Regions from separate parts of the Mus musculus genome. Here all the other regions are linked to region 2. The links are chromatin contacts, called in public HiChIP or PLAC-seq maps. All regions are on one chromosome and are shown on one strand. Each heading gives the region's core, a stretch centred on a gene start, on an enhancer-like site or on the middle of the called end of the contact. The rest is flanking DNA. Distances are from core to core; before and after follow the strand shown.

Region 1 (3,676 bases), core at 168-2,667, 340 kb before region 2:
TTCAGTTGCTTACCCATACTTCCAAACATCCAAGACTATCACGCCTTATTATAGCTGCTCAGTTCCTTTCCTTCCCTCCTCTCCCACCTATCACTCCCACCCTCTCTGCCTCCTCCTCCCTCCTCCTCCTTCTCTGCCTCCTCCTCCCTCCCCCCCCCCCTTCCCTCTTCCTCTGCAAGACTCTGGCAAGCCATAGCTTACCAGGGACGCCCTGAGTGAGCCAGCAGAGATGCAAAAAGCAAGAGGAACTTATTGTTCCAACGAGTTGGGGGTCACCCTACACCTGAAGGAGAGACGGTGACACGCCCCCACCACCCGCCAGCCCATTTGGTCAGTCTGTATACAGTTTTCAGAGCAGCAGCCATTAGGCACAATGTGATTGGCAGAACAGTGTGACTTTTTAAACTGATTGGTCTCTAGGGAATGAGGAGTCAAGGACTTCTCCTGTCCATAGGTGGCCAAGGTCTACCCTGCAGAATGTGTCCCCACCTGAAGGTCGATGTCATCCTCCTCACTCCCACCCCACCCCCACCCTTCACCCCTGTGGTCTGAAGAATGCTAATTAGCCTCTTCCTTCTGGAGGGGCAAGGATTCTAGAACCTTCCCAAAGTTCCTGAGCTAACCTCTTCACCGCCTCCCTCCTTCTCTCCCTCCTTTCTTTCTTTCTTTCTTTCTTTCTTTCTTTCTTTCGTTCGTTCGTTCGTTCGTTCGTTCTTTCTTTCTTTCTTCCTTTCTTCCTTTTCTTTCTTTCTTTCTTTCTTTCTTTCTTTCTTTCTTTCTTTCTTTCTTTCTTTCTCTCTTTCCTTTCTTAGTGGTTAGATGTGATGTTTCCTTTGAGTTTGCCTGGTATGGGATTAGAGTGAACCCTATGCCAAAATTAGCAGAAGCGCCCTTCAAAGAAGAGAAGGGTCACCACGGGGAGGAAAGAAGAGTCGCGGGTCAGCCTGGTAGTGTTTGCTCTGGGCACAAAAGGAACAAAACACACCCATACACTACTAGTGCCAAATTAGCCTAGCAACTGGGGTGCCAACCCTGGACCTGCCCAGGGTCAGAGCCCCCACTGAAGCAGGAAAAGATTAAGGACATATGTAAAAGAGAAAGGGGACCCTCACCCCAAGGTGACCAAATTAGCAACTCACCAGCTAGGAAAAAAAGGATTTTAACACAACTAACAAACTCCTTCAAAGGATGTTTATATGCAGACAACACTCATATAGACACTGCAAATAAAAATATTAAAATAGCAAGGAGGCTTCCCTGAGGCCAGAGCACATATGACCTTCAAGCCTTATTCCCTTGCCAGCTGGGAACCTGAAACTTCCTGGGAACCTCAAAAATAAGATTAGAGGAAGCCTGTTTACAGTCAACAGATCCTACCCACCTCAGGACCTGTACCGTGAGGATTCCTTTAACCCCTTTGCCCTCTGCTCTTTATGAGCCTGTAATCTTACCCGGCACGCAGCGCCCATCACACAATAGACTCATTTACTAAATGGAAAAACAAATCAAGAAAGTTAAAAGCCTCGTGAACGATGTGACTGACGTCAGAAACCAGCAATACCCTGCACAAGATGGTTGTCCAGGGTGTGCATTAGCCTTCATTGTCCTTCTCCCAAGGTTCTGGGTTCTGTCTGTCTATCTGTCTGTCTGCCTTTCTCTCTCTCTCTCCCTTCCTCCCTCCCTCCCTCCCTCCCTCCCTCTCCCTCTCTCCTCTCTCAGAGCGCTCACCCCCCCTCTCTCAGCACACTCACCCCTTTCTCTCTTCCTCTCCTCACTCCCTCCCTCCCTTTTTTCCTATGGTGACTTCCCTGGCCTAGGGCCCTAACCCTAACTCTAACCCTAACCCCTGAACTCGCCCCACCGGAGAGCAGCTTCCCAATAAATCTGCCTTTAATATAATCTAATCTGGCTCAAATTGGCTCATTTTACCGACAGCAGAGAAATAACCTATCACCTTTGTGTGTGAGTGTATGTGTTAAATAAATACACATGTGTGTCGAGATTTAGACCCAGGACAAATGGCTGAGGTACATATTTTACATACCCAAGTGGACCTGGGCCCGAGGTACTCCCCGAATGCCCCAGCCCCTATCAGCTATAGGATATGGCTGGCACACCCCGCTCTCTATGTTAAACTTTCCAGCCCAGGGGCTGGGCTCCCCTCCCCCGGAGGCTCTTCCCTATATACTCCAGACATTTTTTCCTCTTCTCTCTTCCGCCTCTCTACATTTTCCCTCTCTCTGTGCATGCAAATTCTTCTACTCTTTCCCATGGCAACCTCCCTGGTCTCCTTCCTTGCCTTGAATTGGATCATTTTACTGTTATAGAATACTCATCATTGTGTGTGCCTGCGCTTGTGCGTGTGCACAGAGGTTAGAGGACTTCAAATGTCTTCTATTCCTACCTTTATAAAAATTTTACTTGAGCCGGGCGTGGTGGCGCACGCCTTTAATCCCAGCACTTGGGAGGCAGAGGCAGGCGGATTTCTGAGTTCGTGGCCAGCCTGGTCTACAAAGTGAGTTCCAGGACAGCCAGGACTATACAGAGAAACCCTGTCTCAAAAACACCAAAAAAAAAAAAAATTTTTTTTTTTACTTGAGATTCCATTTCTATTTGATTTATTTGATCTGTGGGAGTATGTGTATATATACTAGTATACTGCGCATGCAGTACCCGAGGAGGTCAGAAGAGGGCGTCATCCCCTCGGGAACTGGAGTTGTGAATGGCTGTTTATGAGCCAAACAGGACCTAAGCTTGTTGAGAACGCCAACAAATGCTTTTTACCCCGGAGACCTCTCTACAGCCCTTCCACCTTATTTTTTGAGGCAAGGTCTCTCACTAAGCCTGGAGCTTGCCGTTTTTAAGCTGGTTGGACAGTGTGCTCCCTACGATCAGTCTAACGCTGCCCAGCAACCCAGGGATCATAGGCGCGTGCGGCCATACTCTTCTTGTATGTGGGTGCTGGGCTCTTGCTCTTCTGAAGTTCTTTTCCTGAACTATCCCAGATTCACCTAAGTAAAGGTCTGCAAAAGGACTTTTGTAGATCTTTTTGTAGGCACAGCATGGCCTGCACCTCTTGCCTCCCCCTACCACCACCGCCACAAGGATCAAGGACACACACCCAAGGACAGATACCTGCCTCAGCCCCGGGTGGGAGGCCAGTGCTGCAGGAGGCTGGGGAGTGCATCCCAGCGTAGTCTGAGGCTCTGCCCAGTCTTCAGAGGCAGTCAGCCAGAGGCTGGCATGTCCTAAGTCTGCAGATCTCCCCTGGCGTCGCCACTGAGGCTTTGAACTAGGAGAAACGCAAGGAATGGGAAAGAGGGAGACTGTACATCTCCTTTGTTCGTTTTAGGAAGCAGAGCTTCCTCCCCCTCCTCCTCCCCTTCCTCCTCCCACTCCTCATTTTTGAAACAGTGTATGTAGCCCTGGCTGACCTGGCTGATCTCTAAGAAAGAACTCCGTCTACCTCTGTTTCCCAGATTTTTGTTTTCTGTTTTGTTTGTTTGTTTTGGTGTTTGTCTGTTTGTTTTGTTTTGTTATTGAGATAGACTTTCCCTGTGTAGCCCTTGCTGCCCTAGAACTCTCTCTCTCTGTAGACCAGGCTGGCCTTGAACTCAGAGCTTTGCCTGGCTCTGCCTCCTGAGTGGTAGGATTAAAGGCGTGCACCACTACCACC
Region 2 (3,545 bases), core at 846-3,345:
CAGAAACCTGCCTGTTTCTTTTATAGATCTTAAGCACTCTGGCTAAGAGAGGAAAGGACAAGAAGCAGCTAGACACAACTGAAAACAGCTGTCTTGAATTTTGACTGCAGTTGTAAACTAGTTCTCCTCCCTCCCTCCCTCCCTCCCTCCCTCCCTCCCTCCCTCCCTCCCTCCCTCCCTCCCTCCGTTTTTGTTTTCTAAGACAGAATTTCTCTGTGTAGCCCCGGCTGTCTTAGAACTCACTTTGTTAATGAAGCTGTCCTCAAACTCACAGAGATTCACCTGCCTCTGCCTCCTGAGTGCCAGAACTCTATTGTAAACTTAAAAAAAAAAACCAAAAAACTTTTATAAGAATTGCATTAGTGAGCCGGGCGTGGTGGCACATGCCTTTAATCCCGACACTCGGGAGGCAGAGGCAGGTGGATTTCTGAGTTCGAGGCCAGCCTGATCATCAGAGGGAGTAGAAAAACCAAAAAAAAAAATTAATTATTTATTGTGTGAGTGTGTATGCATGTGTGAGTGTGTATGCATGTGTATGTGCGTATGTGTGTATGCATGTGTGAGTGTGTATGCATGTATGTGTGTGTGTGTATGCATGTGTGATGGCAGAGGAGAACTATGCAGGATTTGGTTCTTCTTTTTCCTCCATGTGGGTCCTGGGAATCAAAACGCAGGTCACGCTAGACAGCAAGCACCATTAATTGAGCCTCCAGGCCTGGTTCACTGTAAAGGTCTGATAGATGTAAATTTTTTATTTTATTTTATTTTTTTGTTTTTCGAGACAGGGTTTCTCTGTGTAGCCCTGGCTGTCCTGGAACTCACTCTGTAGACCAGGCTGGCCTCGAACTCAGAAATCCGCCTGCCCCTGCCTCCCAAGTGCTGGGATTAAAGGCATGCGCCACCATGCCTGTCAGATGTAGATATTTTAGGAAGCCTTTTAAACCCTAGATGCATGTAGCCTGTTGAACAGGGTTCTTCTTGAGAGTTCTCATATGTCCATTTCATATTTCTTTAGGTTCCTGATTTACCTGAAGAACCATCAGAAACAGCTGAAGAGGTACGCCGCCGTTTCTCTTAACTCCCTTTCCTTTGTCTGACATCAGGCAAGTCCTGCCTCCCCATGGACATGGGGAGAAGAGCGGGTTCCTGGCAGTTGCCTTGGAATCAGGTCTGAGCTTGGCATCAGATAGATGCTCAGCTGAGTGCTGCTGTGTGGGAGGGTACAGCCCGGCTTACTGCTAACAGCAGTACTGACACAGGCTTCCCTGTAGTCCTCTACTTAAGATGCAGCCTGCAGCTGCTGGTGCAGTTAGAGAGAGGTCTGCTGTGGCTGGGCTGGGACAGGATAGATTCTGCACCTGCCTGTCACCGTTTGTCTTTTCTGCTCCTGGCTGGCTTAGTTACAGATGACGGTCTGATGCAGGGGACCATGTGCCTTTAGAACCATGAAGTTATTAGTCAGCATGCCTAGAAAGAGAACTGTCTGCATCCCATGAAGTTTAGCATCCATTAGACTCCTAAGAAAACAGCTTTTGAAGCAGCCATGCATGTTACTACTTTGGAAAATCTGAAGCTTTCTCACAGATAAAGATAATTGAGAGCAATCCAGATACGGAATCCCCAGGAGAAAGACATTTGTGTGTGTGTGTGTGCCTGCAAGAGTTTGTGCCCCACACGAGTGCAGGTGCCCACGGAGGCCAGGGGCGGTTGTTAGATTCCCTAGGACGGGGTTGCTGGCGGTTGTGAATCACCTGATGTGGGTGTTGGCAACTGAACCCAGGTCCTCTGCAGAAGCAGCACATGCTCTCCAGCCCCTTTAAAATACACACAGTTTTTTCTTTTAGATTTTATTGTGGAGTTCTCAAGGGTCCTGCCTGTGGTTTAACAATAGAGGCATGGGGACATCTGTAGAGTATAAGGCTTGTTTGCTGAGGGCAGGCCTCAGCTAGCCCATCTGACTTAACCTAACTGCCCCACCATTACACCTCTGCACGTGGCTCTCCTTGCTGTACGTCCTTGCTCTTCTCCTGATGAGCAAGCCTCCGTCTCTGACTTTCTCTCTCTCCAGTGGTTCTGCCCCAGCTCCAGCAGCTAGCTCTTTATTATGCAAAAAGTCACATTTATTCATTCCATCTGAACCAAGCAGCCCCAGGACAATGCCTGGTCCATCTCTCTGTTGCCTTTTGGCATTAAGGGCTAAGTGGCTTCCCCTGCTGCAGCCTGCCTTTTGGGGCAGGTATGAAAGTGACAAATATTTACATATTCTGCTATCCTGGAGTAGAAATTAACAATTGAGAAAACAGGGACACCTTTTTTTTCTTTAAGATTTATTATTATACGTAAGTACAGTATAGCTGTTTTCAGACACACCAGAAGAGGGCGACAGATCTCATTACGGATGGTTGTGAGCCACCATGTGGTTGTTGGGATTTGAACTCAGGACCTACGGAAGAACAGTCAGTGCTCTTAACCGCATGAGCCATCTCACCAGCCCAGGGGCACCTTTCTTATTCAGTTGATAAGATATCCCCAAATCATTTGATATGTATGAGTGTTTTGCCTGAATATATGTCTGTCTGTCCACCACATGCATGCCCATTATCTTAAGACTATTATTGCTGTGAAGGGACACCATGACCTTGGCAACTCTATAAAGGAAAACTTTAATTTGGACTGGCATACAGTTCCAGAGGTTTAGTCCATTATCTTTTTTAAAAAAAAATTTATTTTTTTATTATATATAAGTATACTGTAGCTGTCTTCAGACACCCCAGAAGAGGGCATCAGATCTCATCACGGATGGTTGTGAGCCACCATGTGGTCGCTGGGATTTGATCTTGGGAAGAGCAGTCAGTGCTCCTAACCAGAGCCATCGCTCCAGCCCTGTTTAGTCCATTATCATCGTGGTGGGAAACATGGCAGCATCCAGGCAGACATGGTACTGGAGATGGAGCTGAGAGTTCTACATCTTGATTCATAGAAAACAGAAGACTGTGTCACTGAGTGTAGTGACACACTTCCTCTAACAAGGCCACACCTCCTACTAGTATCACTCCCTATGGCCAAGCATTCAAACACATGCGTCTATGGGGCTAACTATTCAAACCACCACACCTGTGCATGTCCAAAGAGTGCATCATAACCCTAGGGTTGGGGTTAGTTTGTCAGCTGCTATGTAGGTGCTGGGAATTGAACTTGGGTCTTCTGGGAGATCAGCCAGTGTGCGTAACCATCTCTTCTACCTACTTACACATTTTTTTTTTTTTTGAGGTAGTTTCATGTAGTCAAGGATGTCCTCAGACCCACTGTGTAGTTGCAGATCATCTTGAGCGTCTGGTCCTCTTGGCTCTACCTTTGCAGCTAGGAAGGAACTGCTTGTACCACCATATGTGGTATAGAGTTAGGTCCTGGTTCTTCTTCCTAGCCACATGCTCTCAGAAATAAGACTCAGACTCAAAAGTATATTTATATATACCTTGGCCATACAGCTAGGCTCTACTCTGAGTAGATCATAGCTAAAATAACCCAATTATTTTAACCTACAT
Region 3 (3,727 bases), core at 930-3,429, 390 kb after region 2:
GGAGAGGGAACAGAAAGATTGTAAGAGCCAGAGAACCAGGGTTTCAGCTGTGAGATAGTGACCTCTATAGATGCCATGGAAGCTACACTCATGAGATCTCAATGATGCAGTCACCTAGACAAGACCAGCATAATGCCATCACCAGTTTTACATGCCAACACTGAGGGAGGAGATCTCAGAAGGGCCTACCCCTAGATGAAGAGCTATAGGCGGTCAATGGCTGCTGAGAGAGGGCGATTGAGTCTTTTCTAGGGTCCAACTCAAAGTGGTCAGCCCTGAACATACATACATACATACATACATACATACATACATACATACACACATACACATATATATTTAAAACCTCAGCATTAATTTGATAGAGAGTGAGGGGGATACATAGGGGTACTTGGAGGTAGGGTAGGGAGAGGTTTGGAACGTTGTAAATTAAACACTCATGTATGAAATTCTCAAAAAATTAAAAATATTTCATCAAAGTTGAAAATTCTCACTTTTAATTTCTAAAATGATAAATGTTGATGGATGTAAACCGAATTAATAAAAAGTTCTTTAGGACCCTATATTTTTAAGAATGTGAAGGGCCTTGCAACATAATGTTTTGAAAGCTATCAGAGTATGTTATTTGTTATATGGGTATACTATGAATTCTTTAGCTGACTGCATATTGTCGGGTAGTACATAATTTTTTCCTACTAACTGGAACAGCATTGCTTTGACTTTTTGCTTTTTGTTTTGTTTTGTTTCTGTCATCGAGACTTTCATTATGTGGTCTCTAGGCTTGCTTTAGACTTGTGACCTGGGCTTGGGGATTACAGATGTGCCCATGCCCAGGACTGAATGGTCTTAAAATGAAACTCCTGCAGTACAGCCGAGGCTGAGGCCTCGCGGGATCTGCCTGTTTGTTTAAGCCTTATTCCATCTTTCTGTGTCCTTAAAGATGCTCAAGATGGCATGATGTCCTCATTAGCTCTTCTTTTCTCTTACAAGACTCTCTGTTAACCATGGCAAAGTCCTCAGTCTTTCCCTCCTGTTCAATGGAAGGGCTGGGGTAGCTCAGAGGCAGGGGGCTCACCGAGTGCACTCCCACCCCAGCACTGCCCTGTATACTAAATGCCAAGAGCCATTTAGGAGAAGCTGGAAACTAGTAGTCGATCTTCCTGAGATGGTTCTGCCATAGACTGTCAATCTATGGTGGATTTGCTTCTCTAGGATAGGCTGAGGAACAATTCCTGCTATTAATATGCTTTTTTGTTATTACCAAATATATAACAATTACTAGGTATTGGCCCACCAGTTTGAGCAGGTTTTTGCAGACCTATGAAGATATGCTATCTTGTAGTGATGCTATATAGACAAAAAAATAATGATTCTTTAGAATTCCTGATGTAATCCAAATAATTTTAGGAAGAAAGTTTTTAGAGATGGTCTTTTTTTTTTTAAAGATCTATTTATTTATTATATGTAAGTACACTGTAGCTGTCTCCAGACACTCCAGAAGAGGGTGCCAGATCTTGTTAAAGATGGTTGTGAGCCACCATATGGTTGCCAGGAACTGAACTCAGGACCTTCGGAAGAGCAGTCAGTGCTCTTAACCGCTGAGCCATCTCTCCAGCCCTTGAGATGGTCTTAGTTGCTAGAAAGATGTAATAAAGTTAAAATCAAGAATAGAATGTACCCACTCCTCAGAATAGTAAGTAAAGGCTGCATAATAAGAAATACAGTGAGCTTCCAAAATCACACTAAAAAAAGAAACGGACTTGGGACAATTTCGTGTCCAAGGAAAAACATTTAGGTCCAAAGATAAAGTCACAGGTGTGTACTATGATAAAGCAAGGCCATGCAAAAACTGTCACATCCATCCATCCATCCACCCACCCAAATGTGTGTGTCTGTTTGTCTACATGTTTGTGTGTAGGTATATGTATATGTGTAAGCATGCATGAATACTTGTGGAGTTGATTGTGACAGACGGTCAGCCCCAGGCACAGTATGGGTGTATGAATGCTTGAATGTTCACGAGTCTGTGCATATTTGCCTATATAAAGCATCTTAATTCTTTTCCTTTCCTTCCTCTCTGGTTCGCAAAGAGTTAACCAGCATAGCCGGAGAGGCTTCTGGCTCATTCACTAGAGAAAAGCACACCAGCAATAAATCCTTTTATTTAACTCCCTGCTGTTTCATGTTGAGGTGCTAAACACCAGAGAGTGCAGTTTCTGGCCTCTGAGGCAGGTCAGCTACCATTGCCAAGGAACTCAGACCTAAGACTAGCAAGCATTTTATTATAGAAAAGGCAACCCTAAATATCTCACAAGACCAAGTCTTGCCCCCACTGATGCTCTTCCCCTTCCACTTACCCCAAGAGAGAACCAAGAAAGAACAGCCGAGATGGCCCCAGCAACTAAAGACTATGGCCCCCATCCCAGCATTGCCTAGTAAACTAAAGCTGTGACTTTAATCCCAGGTACTGCCACAACATCTTTACTGGTTTGCTTAACATCGGGAGTGCACTATACAGTCTCTTTTAACTGCTCCAATTTACCAAACAGTGCATCCCACTTCCGATGTACTAGAACTTGTGCTTACTATGTTTATGTTTGATATATCCCACTTGAAAATAAATTTAACAGAGGAGGAGGGATTTATGTCTGTTTTTGAAAGTATAACAAAGTAAAAACAAAATTCTAGGCCTTTAGGCCTAGGCTTGGGAATGTGACCTCTGTGACTCATTGCTCCAAGGTATGCTAATCATAAAACAGATAGTGACATTCCTCCACCCACCTGCTTCCTGGGTTCAAAGAGTGTTCATTCAAAGAAAGTCACCTTGACCATTGCTGGAACCCACTATGCAAATGTGCTATTGTTGGGGCTCTTAGAAACCTGCACAATTACCAGGTATTCCTTGCGACTCTTGTGACTTTGCACTTCCTTGGGACTCTTTTTTTTTTTTTTTTTTTTTTTTCAGGCATCATTCTGTCATCTTTATTGCTAAAACTTCTTGTAGTGGCTTCCTGATCTTTGGTATACAAAAGACCAGGAAGCCACTCCAAGTATATGAGGATTCAAGTTTATCATGAGAGTATCATGAGAGAAAGGAAACCCACTACAGACATTTTGAACAGGAATTATCTTATTGATATTTTAATACTCTAAATAGCCTTGCCTTGTAATGATCTACCTTTTTTTTCTTTCCATTTTTTATTAGGTATTTAGCTCATTTACATTTCCAATGCTATACCAAAAGTCCCCCATACCCACCCACCCCCACTCCCCTACCCGCCCACTCCCCCTTTTTGGCCCTGGCGTTCCCCTGTTCTGGGGCATATAAAGTTTGTGTGTCCAATGAGCCTCTCTTTCCAGTGATGGCCGACTAGGCCATCTTTTGATACATATGCAGCTAGAGTCAAGAGCTCCGGGGTACTGGTTAGTTCATAATGTTGATCCACCTATAGGGTTGCAGATCCCTTTAGCTCCTTGGGTACTTTCTCTGGCTCCTCCATTGGGAGCCCTGTGATCCATCCATTAGCTGACTGTGGGCATCCACTTCTGTGTTTGCTAGGCCCCGGCATAGTCTCACAAGAGACAGCTACATCTGGGTCCTTTCGATAAAATCTTGCTAGTGTATGCAATGGTGTCAGCGTTTGGATGCTGATTATGGGGTGGATCCCTGGATAAGGCAGTCTCTACATGGTCCATCCTTTCATCTCAGCTCCAAACTTTGTCTCTG

The links. HiChIP or PLAC-seq counts read pairs in DNA pulled down with a chosen protein or histone mark.
Region 1: a contact with region 2 is called in an H3K27ac HiChIP or PLAC-seq map of embryonic stem cells, with 2.1 times the contacts expected there. The contact joins two enhancer-like sites. A contact is called at or near these places in 1 of 115 datasets of contacts at active chromatin or transcription factors (embryonic stem cells) and 1 of 9 other capture datasets (adipose tissue).
Region 3: a contact with region 2 is called in an H3K27ac HiChIP or PLAC-seq map of embryonic stem cells, with 5 times the contacts expected there. The contact joins two enhancer-like sites. A contact is called at or near these places in 2 of 484 Hi-C or Micro-C datasets (bone marrow-derived macrophages and embryonic limb bud) and 3 of 115 datasets of contacts at active chromatin or transcription factors (all in embryonic stem cells).

The regions. Positions count from the first base shown.
Region 1 is chr8:33,958,147-33,961,822 of GRCm38.p6, reverse strand. No RefSeq gene overlaps it. Among named protein-coding and RNA genes, the nearest start is that of Gm33588, 4.2 kb to the left of the region's middle. Within about 2 kb of position 1,417, at least 13 of the 459 cell types and tissues checked have an H3K27ac peak or open chromatin away from gene starts, as enhancers often do. A contact at or near this core is called in embryonic stem cells, where this site is marked.
Region 2 is chr8:33,623,836-33,627,380 of GRCm38.p6, reverse strand. It overlaps Ubxn8 (UBX domain protein 8), which reads left to right. Exons shown (of 8, transcript NM_178648.2): 6 at 1,016-1,057. Among named protein-coding and RNA genes, the nearest start is that of Ubxn8, 16 kb to the left of the region's middle. Within about 2 kb of position 2,095, at least 38 of the 459 cell types and tissues checked have an H3K27ac peak or open chromatin away from gene starts, as enhancers often do. A contact at or near this core is called in embryonic stem cells, where this site is marked.
Region 3 is chr8:33,229,368-33,233,094 of GRCm38.p6, reverse strand. No RefSeq gene overlaps it. Among named protein-coding and RNA genes, the nearest start is that of Gm33281, 82 kb to the right of the region's middle. Within about 2 kb of position 2,179, at least 6 of the 459 cell types and tissues checked have an H3K27ac peak or open chromatin away from gene starts, as enhancers often do. A contact at or near this core is called in embryonic stem cells, where this site is marked.